2 separate regions of the Mus musculus genome follow, and region 2 is linked to region 1. A link is a contact called in public Micro-C data. All regions are on one chromosome and are shown on one strand. The core of a region is the stretch at or near the end of the contact, and the rest is flanking DNA. Distances in the headings are between cores, read along the strand shown.

Region 1 (4,731 bases), core at 922-3,421:
GCAACACTAAAGATCCGCCAATCAATAATTCTGTGCCAAGCAACTTGATCAGGGATTTGGCCAGAATCCCCTTGGCTAATCTCAATAAGGGCCTTCTCAAAGACATCATGATTTAAACCATTCTCATCTGAATTATGGCTTTAGCAATCCTCTGCTTGACAGCAAATAAGCAAAGAGAATGTACACATGTGAATAAAACTCTGCCAGGCAGCCAAAGGAAAGACCACTTGAGACAATGACAGTGTGAATAAAAATATTGTTCCAAGGAAGTGAAAAGTCTACAAAACTCCATTTTAAAAGCATTCTGCAAAAATGTTTTTTACTTTGTTTAGACAAACTTTTCAATTGAACAGCGTGGCGATCTGTCAAAATTAATCCATAACAACTAATTCTGATATTGGTATTTTTCCCCTGGAGACATTAAATATTAAATGGATTCTTTAAAACTGATGAATTCTTTATTGTGAATTCACTAGTACCTAAAGTTTCTCACACCGCTGGAAAGTGAGGTGGAGTGTGAACAATGGTTTTTGACACTGACCCATTAAGTCCCACCCAATATATAAAACTCGGTCTCCCCACCCTTCTCTTCTTATCCCCGCTCAATGTAGCTGTTTCCCAGTGACATCTTATCAGGGATCACAGATACAGCCCTACCAACTGTGTGGAAGCTGAAAGAATCGAAAAGTTCGTGTGTATAAACATTAACTGTTTCTACTTAAGACTTATCTTTTTTTCCCACCTCAGTCAAAAAGTTTCAAGCAAGATGAATACAAAGATTGTTTTAAGATGTGCCATCCGGAAGATTTTTTTCCTCATTAGATCTTTTTACCAATAGAAATATTTACACATTCTGTAGAAATGAATTCACTCTGAGCCGGGTTTTTAATTAGAACATTCTCAGGTCATGCCTATTTTATCAAACGCAATCTCTGACACTGGCTCAACGTACAGAAAGCCACGGTGGGTTTTTTTTTTTTTTTTAATACAAGCAGGCGCAAGAAGAAATAAACAACACCAGAAACACACAGTCCAGTCCTACAGTTCAAGCATTATTTCGAGAAAGTAAGTAAAAATAAAGTCCCATGTCTCCCTAGGCGACAGAGGGTTCTTGCGGGGAGGCTAGGTGCAGAGCAAGCTGCAGTACGGGTTCCACATCCGACATCCTGGCTCTTCCAGCGGCCTGAACTCCCGCCAACCACCTGGGACCCTAGACGACTTCACCAGGTTAACGGGGGTGACCTCTGGTGCAGAACAATCACTGTGACCCTGACCCACGTAAAGTACCCCCTGAAGCTTTCCAAATGTACTGGTGGATAGCTTCAACGTCCCCTGGGAGGAGGAAAGCCGGGCTCCCTAGTTTGCCAGACTTGTGCAAACGACTGGGAGGCAAGGGAGGGCGCAGAGCGCCCCGCTGCCCTGGCGGCGCCTCCTCTCCCCGCTCCCTCGGCATCTCGGCCACTCGCCAGGGCTGGAGCCGCATCCCCGCTGCCAAGTCCACCTGGTCAACGACTGCTGCGCGCCGACCGTCAAGGTGCGAGCCCGAAGCCCAGGCCCCCGACCGCTGCGGGCACCGGGGACCCGGTGCAGGCCGCCCCATTTAGAGCGCCGCGGGGCCGCAGGGCGCACGGCTGAGGCGCGCACGGCCCCGGGGGAGGGAGAGCGCGCGGTGCGGTGTCCCCGAGGATGCGGCGGCGCCGCCAGCGGGTAGGGGGCTGGGGCGGCCCCGCAGCCCCGACGCCTTTCATTTGGCCTCTGCGGCGACAGAGGCAGCCCGACCTCGGCGCTAAGCTCTGCGCAAAGCTGAGGCGCGCGGGCGGGGTGGGGGGAAGGCAACCCGCCGCTGCGCCGAGCCTCGCGCCGCGCCCCCGGTCCCACGCCCGCCCACAGGCCGTGCTCCCGGGCGACCGGAGGAGACGCAGATCGGGAGCTCGCCTGGTCCTCACCTCTATGTAGCCAGCCAGAGCCGCAGCGGGCGCCGTGAGCCCGAGCAGCAGCAGGACAAGAAGCTTGCCGGTGGCCGCAGCGGCCGCGGTCCCGGTGGCCGCCATCCTTCTCCAGGTCGCTGTGGCGCTGGGCTCTCCCCGTCTCTCGCACAGCCAGGCTACAGCGCTTCCCTACCGCGACCCAGAAGCGTCTGAAGCCCGTTCGCCGCCGCCCCGGGGGTTTTACATCGACCGGAACTGACTTCACAAAACCACGCCCCTCTTCGACAGGACCCAATACGAGCCGGCATAACTGGCCTAAGATACCTCCCCTTGTTTAGCCCAGGTCCAATCAGAGCACGGATACACCGACTCCCCTCCCCGCCCAGCGCGTGCCCCCTCGTGGCCCCGCCCCAAGCCACGGCCAGCCCCGCCCCCGCTCTGGACCCGAGGCTGGGGGCGCAGGAGTCTTCGCGGGTAGACCGTGGGCCGCTGTTCCCAGGGCGGGAGGCTCCTGTTTGGTTGTCTCCTGGGGTGGCTCTACATCATCCACCTTCAGCATCGGGATTTGGGCACGCCCCACTCCCCTAACCCTGCAGGATATTTTCCATATTCCTTTGGGTACCGCCCTCTTTGGGGCTTCTGGAAAATGTTTTAATTAAAAACAGGATGAATTGTTGGGAGTTCCGGACGGTTTGCAGAGGACCGACCCTGTCGCCCTGGAGGATGAACGCCGACATTCTGCTCTCCCCAGCGCTGCACGGGGCGCGCTCTTCCCCCCCAGACCTCTGCGCCCTTGTTTCGCCCCTGAACCCGCAGTGTCTGCACACCGCTGACCTCTGCTCCTTAGGTCCTTTCCCTGCCCCTCCTCGTCGTCACAGCCCCTGCGGCACAGAGAGGCCTTCCCCGCCGAGGCCAGTGGCGCCAGGCCACTGAAACACAAGCTCCCACCCCCCCACCCCCCTTCTCATGTGTTTCAGGACAGGATTCTGGCATCATTTTTCTTCAGTTTAAGATCTCTAAAGCAAAAGACACGCTTTCTCTCTTTTTTCATGCTCCCCAGCATCTTGGTTCCTGGGAAAGCGGCCTGCTGCCCCAGTTCACAACTGGCACCTTGTCCTCTCCATCACGAGGGCTCTGCTGGCTTTGTTTCCTTTCCGTAGCGGGTGATTTATGTACCACCCTCTGCAGAGACCTGGACTCATTTCTTTAGCTTCAACCATATCAAGAACCAAGTTCCTCTCCGCAGGAAGCATCTTAGTGGAGAGGGAGAGACAGTGTCTATAGTGGGCAGAGTGGGACAGTAAGGACCCTGTATTTTACAGATGCATTCTGCAACTGCACGCCAACGTAAGCAGTCCCGCTGTGGTCAAACTGGCTCTGCCTCATTCTCAATGGATGCCAGACACCTTTCCATTGCACAGCCCTTCCTGCTCCTGCTCCATTCCCACAATCCTCCATTCCACCTACAGGAAACACCTTACACAGATGTCATTTCACCCACCTCAGAATGCTGAGAGGGCTGTATCATACCGTGGCACTTTCCCATGGCTAGGTCTCTATGTCTCTCACATCACTGACAAGACATGAATTACGCCCAGTGAGTCTCCAAATGGGGACCTCATTCGATAAATGTTAGTACTCAATCCAGAGGCCCTAGAATTAGCATGAGTTTAGTACTGAATTTACCTTCACTCTCATTTATACATTGAACAAATGTGGCACTTGTCAGTGGGGCCTTTGAAAGGTAACTGGATTTAGTTGAGGTCATGGATGGGGGGCATTTCAGGACAGGATTAGTGGCCCTTAGAAAAGATAAGGGAAATTAAGATTTTGCCCTCCCTTTCTGGATCTTCCCCTCTCTTCTCTGTCTCCCTGCCCTTGTGAAGAAATAGTAAAAGCATCTAATATGTGGGAGGGGGGAAACGAATTTAGGAAATGACGTAAGGGAATTTCAGCCTAAAGCAAGTTGGAACTGGAAAAAGTTTGTTTGCATTTTCAGACATTGAAGAGTATTCATGAGAGGTGATTGACACATCGACCATGTTCTGGACTCTAAAATGCTACTCTATCTTTATTACATGATGCTGTTGGAGTGTGTCTACTCTTGCAGCTCTCAGACAGTAAATTTTCATCCCAAATGTGGTCTAGGTCTAAGAATCCTTTATTATCTTTGTGCACAAAAGTAAAAGGTTCTAAGATAATCATTTTGTTCTATTTTCATAAGACTCAGACTTTGTCTTCCACATACATTTAAGGCATATGCATTTCTTTGTTTTAAAAGGCCCAGAGTTCATGGTTGTATTTCTAACTTGTGCAGGAGTCTTCGATCCTCTGTGTATACCCTATACATATGTGAGATGCAGACTATGACTGCTGCTCCCAATTGAAGATGCGTTTCAGAGTCAACTATGAATTTTATTACAAAGGACCACAACTCCAGAAATTCCGATTCTCTAATATACATATATTTATGAAGCTTCCTAGGAAAGTCTAATTACTAGTATTTTATTTTGTTTTATTTTATTTAAGTCTGGGAACTGAACAGAGGTCTTCCAGCATCCTAGGCACACTGTATCTTTTGAGCACACTTTATCTTCAGTACATTCCCCACCCCACCCCACCCCTTTTTTTTTGGGGGGGGGGGGTTTCGAGTAGACCAGGCTGGCCTCGAACTCAGAGATCTGCCTGCCTCTGCCTCCCAAGTGCTGGGATTAAAGGTTCTTTTTTTATATATATATATTTTTAAGATTTATTTATCATTGTATCTAAGTACACTGTAGCTGTCTTCAGACACACCAGAAAA
Region 2 (4,119 bases), core at 311-2,810, 700 kb after region 1:
AAAACTACCTTGCTGAAAGAAGTGAAATATTCATTTTATGGCCAAATGTAGGAGTAACTTGATTTGGGAAAAACCTCTCCCCATATTTATTATTTAGACTTAGTGACTAGCATGGCTGGACCGTGGGAGAGATGGAATTCCAAGTATTACATTTAGCAGCTTTTTATCCCCGAAGTTCAGAAAAGAAGTCTGGGAACCACTGCAGTGGGCACACACTTCCATTTTTCCAATTATAATTTCGTGAGTTTGTTTCATGGCAGTCATACAGCAAGCACAGAACCAAAGGCCCAAAGCACTTGTTTGCTCTCAGTGGAAAGCACAGTCAAGAACTTCCTTGAAAATATTTTCAACTGTTTTAGCTCCACCTAACTTTTTTGTAGCCTGATCCCCATCTGCCAGGGAACTTTGAAACCCAGAGCTTCTCTAAATGTACACCCTGTTTTAAATGTCTTTGGATTGATTTCCTACAGATCTACTTTTTCAATGTAATTACTAAATTCTCTGTTTCCTTCCTATTGGTCTAGTTTTTGTGGACAGAGGAAACCAGGTTTGAGGGTTTTTTTTTTTTTAAAAAAACTGTTACTAGTGTTGGTTTTAGTCACTTAAAACAAACAAGGGGTTTATCCTTTCTGCTTGTGTCAAAACTCAGCACAGCCCAAAACTACTTTCCTGAGGGCAATCATTTTAAGTAAAGTTTGATGTAGTCACAAGTTTATTTTGAAGCCCATGAAACCGATTTACCTGTAAAATTACAAAAGAGGCTGGGCAATCTAACTCTAGGTGAAAGATGAGACCACCAAATTAAAGTTGAAACTGACAAGCTCACTGCGTGAAACCGCCTAGGCACTGAATCTGTTCAAGTGTTTGAAGTTTCTCACTAAAACCCCCGGTAGTGCCAGGGAGAAGGACGCTTTCTCCAAGAAGCCAGGACAGTTATGCTACATTGGCGTCTCACTCCAAGGACCACTTGGTCTTAACTCATCTCCCATCCAGGGAGCAGTACCTGCCCAGGCCCGGTTGCAAACGCTTTTGAATGCCCACCACTGGCGGGCGAGTCTGTTCTTGCAAGGACGCAGGAAAAGAATCCTTTGGTCCCTCTGGCTCTCAGGTTGGAAAGCAGAGGCGACCGCACACGGGCAAAAGTACAGCAGCCCACTATATCGCCCAGCGGTTGTCTTACCGGTACAAGAGTGCAGGGGCTTGGGTCGCACCACCAGCGACGGGCACACAGAGTAGAGGGAAAGTTTCTCAAAGTAGTCGCAGGTCTCCTTGGAGAGGATCTCATCGATCATGAAAGTCTTGTAGCGCCGCCTGGCTGCTTTGAGCTGGCCGGGTGAGCTCAGCCTCAGTTCCGCGTGGCAGTGCATGGTGAGCCGGGACCAGAGCCTGGCGACCTGAGCGCGGCGAGCGCCTGGCCGTCCGGGACCGCAGGAGGTGGCTCGCTGGCTGGGGCCTGAGCCCCGCTCCTCGGCAGCCAGAGGGGCGGCGGGGCCCGGGGAGGCGCGCAAAGCAGAGAGGGCACGGGCGCGCCTGCTGCGTCTACACCCACCCGCCGAGCAGCATCTTTGACTACAGCCTTTTTGGGACACCGCAGCTGTCAATCAGCGCGCACTTCCTGCAGGGCCAGGTGCGGAGCGCGAGCCGAGGGGCGTCGGCCGCTACCCCGCCCCTGCGCGCCCGTGCGGCTGGGGTGCTGACCTGCGCACCCCGGGTCCGACCGCTCTTGCCCGCTGCCTCCCGCCGATCCGAGAGTCGAGCGCTCCCCAGGCGGCTCTATTTTAAGACACTCGCTCCGGTTCTCCTTTCCCCCTCCCCCAGCTCCAGGTGTGTGTACGGGTGTGTGCGCGCGCTCGTGTGTGTGTGTGCACGCGCAGGACTGCGGGCGCGCGCCTCCTTCTCCAGGGACTCAGGAGTCTAGCCGCCACTTTTCCGAGTCGCATCGCCCCTCTGTCCTCCCTTAGCGCCAGTCCTGCTAAAGGGGGCACCGCTCCCGCCCCTCCGCCCCCGCAACCCTATAGGCAGCTATGTCCACACCTCTTGCCATAAAGCAGTGGCATCTTCATCCAGAATCGCGAAGCTCCGGGCTCCAGAGCGCGCGCTTTCCGACGACCACCGAGCCTCACTTGTCCCCGCTGGGCCATTTCCCTAAACCACAGTGTCCTCTCTCAACCCAGCCCACAGCTCCGAAGCCCGCGCTGCAGCCGTGCGCTCCCGAGGTGGGGCATTTGCTCCAAGGTTGCAAACTTGATTGCCTCACTACGACCCCAAACTACAAATGAATTTAGCACACTCCGTTATCCCAATTATAAACTAGGGTAGTAATGTGGTGTGTGTGAGTGTGTGTTTAAATTCTGTTCATACAACGGTTTTCTTTTGCCAGAAAGGGCCAAAACAGCGGGATCGCGACGTGCCCGCGGCCCTTCCAAAGTTAGCCCAAATTCTGGCTTTTCCTAGTGCCCAATCCCGCTTTCCATTCCGGGGTATAACACACTTCTGGTATTGGGGGATGGTTTGCCTCTTTCTTCCTAGCGTCCTAATCTCAGAATCTGTTCCTACCAATGTCTGTACGAACTTTGTTCCTAACCACAATCCTTGCGTTAGAGCGTCCGGCCCGCACCTAAGCGCCTAGGACAGCTCCTGCTGTCAGTGACTCTTCCAGCCGGCCGGCCGGCCGTGGGAAACGACCTCCGGGTGCACTCCCAGCCCCCAAGACTGTGCCCCTGAAGTGGTGTGCGCAAGCTGGAAAAGAAACGGACAGCGGGGACACAGAATTTGGGACAAAACAGCCGATGGTGTTTGCCTGACGCTCGCACGGTGCGACTGATCCCGTGGCTACGCGCTCCGAGCATGGTTAGCCGCGGAAGCAAGTCGGGACGCGCACCTGGGCCGGTGGTTAAACTCGCTAAGGAACAAACTTGCTGAACTAATGATTAAACACTTAAAGAAAATAGGCATTAATAGACTGAATCATAGTCGAGCGTTTGCTGTGGGCATCAGCTCGTATTAATGATTTTTATTTCTCGTGTGTCTGCCTCTGCCTGATTTCTCTTTCCTTCTTAACTCTTGAGATTGCTTTTATTTCTGCTGTACCAGACATAGGTAGCCAGCACTGCAGCTAGGTACCCCAGAGGCTGAGGTCCTTGCCTTTATCCCTGGACTCTGTGGACTATCTGCTGTGGAGGACGGAGGGCCTAGGACCTGTCGGGGTGCGCCACCGGTCGCCTCGACCCGCTACGCGAGGAGCCAGGGGCCAGGGACCCAGCGCAACACTCGCTGCCGTGCTAATCCTGAGGCGCTGCTCTCTTGAGTCACCCGTACAGTGCCATGCCGCACCATAGGCAGCCACGAAGAAACTAAGTGCTTGGCGGGAATTGAGTCTGACGGAGGCGACAGGGAGACCGGCTTGCAGCGCTCGGAGCCCGGCATCCGAATGGCCTCAGGGCCGGAGCTTGAGCGTGCCGCTGCGCTTAGGCTAGCAGGTTCCGGAGTGGTCTCGCGAAGGCGTGCGCTCTGGGTCTCACTATCGGTAACCCTGTCTCTGTCCTGCACTCCTGTCCTTCAACCTTTTTTCTTTCTTTCTCTTGGCTCTTCCCTCTTTTTACCCCTCTCATTTCTCCCTTTCCCTCGTTGGTACTCGCCTTTGGGGCTTCTAAGTTTGGGCTCCTTTTTCTCTTTCCTTACTTCTGCCCTTCGTTCCGTTCTTCCCCCCATAATGCATGCTTGTTTCTTTTTCTTCTTCCCTTTCTTTCTCCCTCTCCACCTTTTCTCTCTCCAAACTCGAGTCAGGAGTGGCATTTGTGAACCCGTACCCAGGGAAGCTCTTAGACAGACCAAGTGCTTGAACTCCTAGCCCAGTCTGCAGGAATGGACTGGCCCCATGACAAGTCTTTCCAAGTGGGGCCTCATTCTGTCGTCTTACTGCTCCCTTCTTCCCATAGAGCCTCAGGCACAAAATTCACTTAAACCCTCCTGTCAATTTGGCTTGAAAGCTAGTGAATTTTGATAGCCAAAGAAGTAGAGAGCATCCCCCATCGGTGCCTTACAAACTTTCTCTCTCTTTTTTACCCCCCCCTACAAGGAAGGAAGGGGACTGGAAGAACAAATTCCCGCTGAAGGAAG

What was found. Hi-C and Micro-C count contacts between places; a contact is called where the count stands out from the background.
Region 2: a Micro-C map of embryonic stem cells shows a contact between it and region 1, with 4 times the contacts expected there. The contact joins the promoter of Barx2 here to the promoter of Aplp2 in region 1. A contact is called at or near these places in 1 of 39 promoter capture datasets (cranial neural crest), 1 of 484 Hi-C or Micro-C datasets (embryonic stem cells) and 1 of 115 datasets of contacts at active chromatin or transcription factors (pancreatic cancer cells).

Annotation. Positions count from the first base shown.
Region 1 is chr9:31,209,677-31,214,407 of GRCm38.p6, forward strand. It overlaps Aplp2 (amyloid beta (A4) precursor-like protein 2), which reads right to left and starts at 2,172. Exons shown (of 18, transcript NM_001357698.1): 1 at 1,947-2,172. The coding sequence starts at 2,051.
Region 2 is chr9:31,911,725-31,915,843 of GRCm38.p6, forward strand. Barx2 (BarH-like homeobox 2) reads right to left here and starts at 1,561. Exons shown (of 4, transcript NM_013800.2): 1 at 1,181-1,561. The coding sequence starts at 1,367.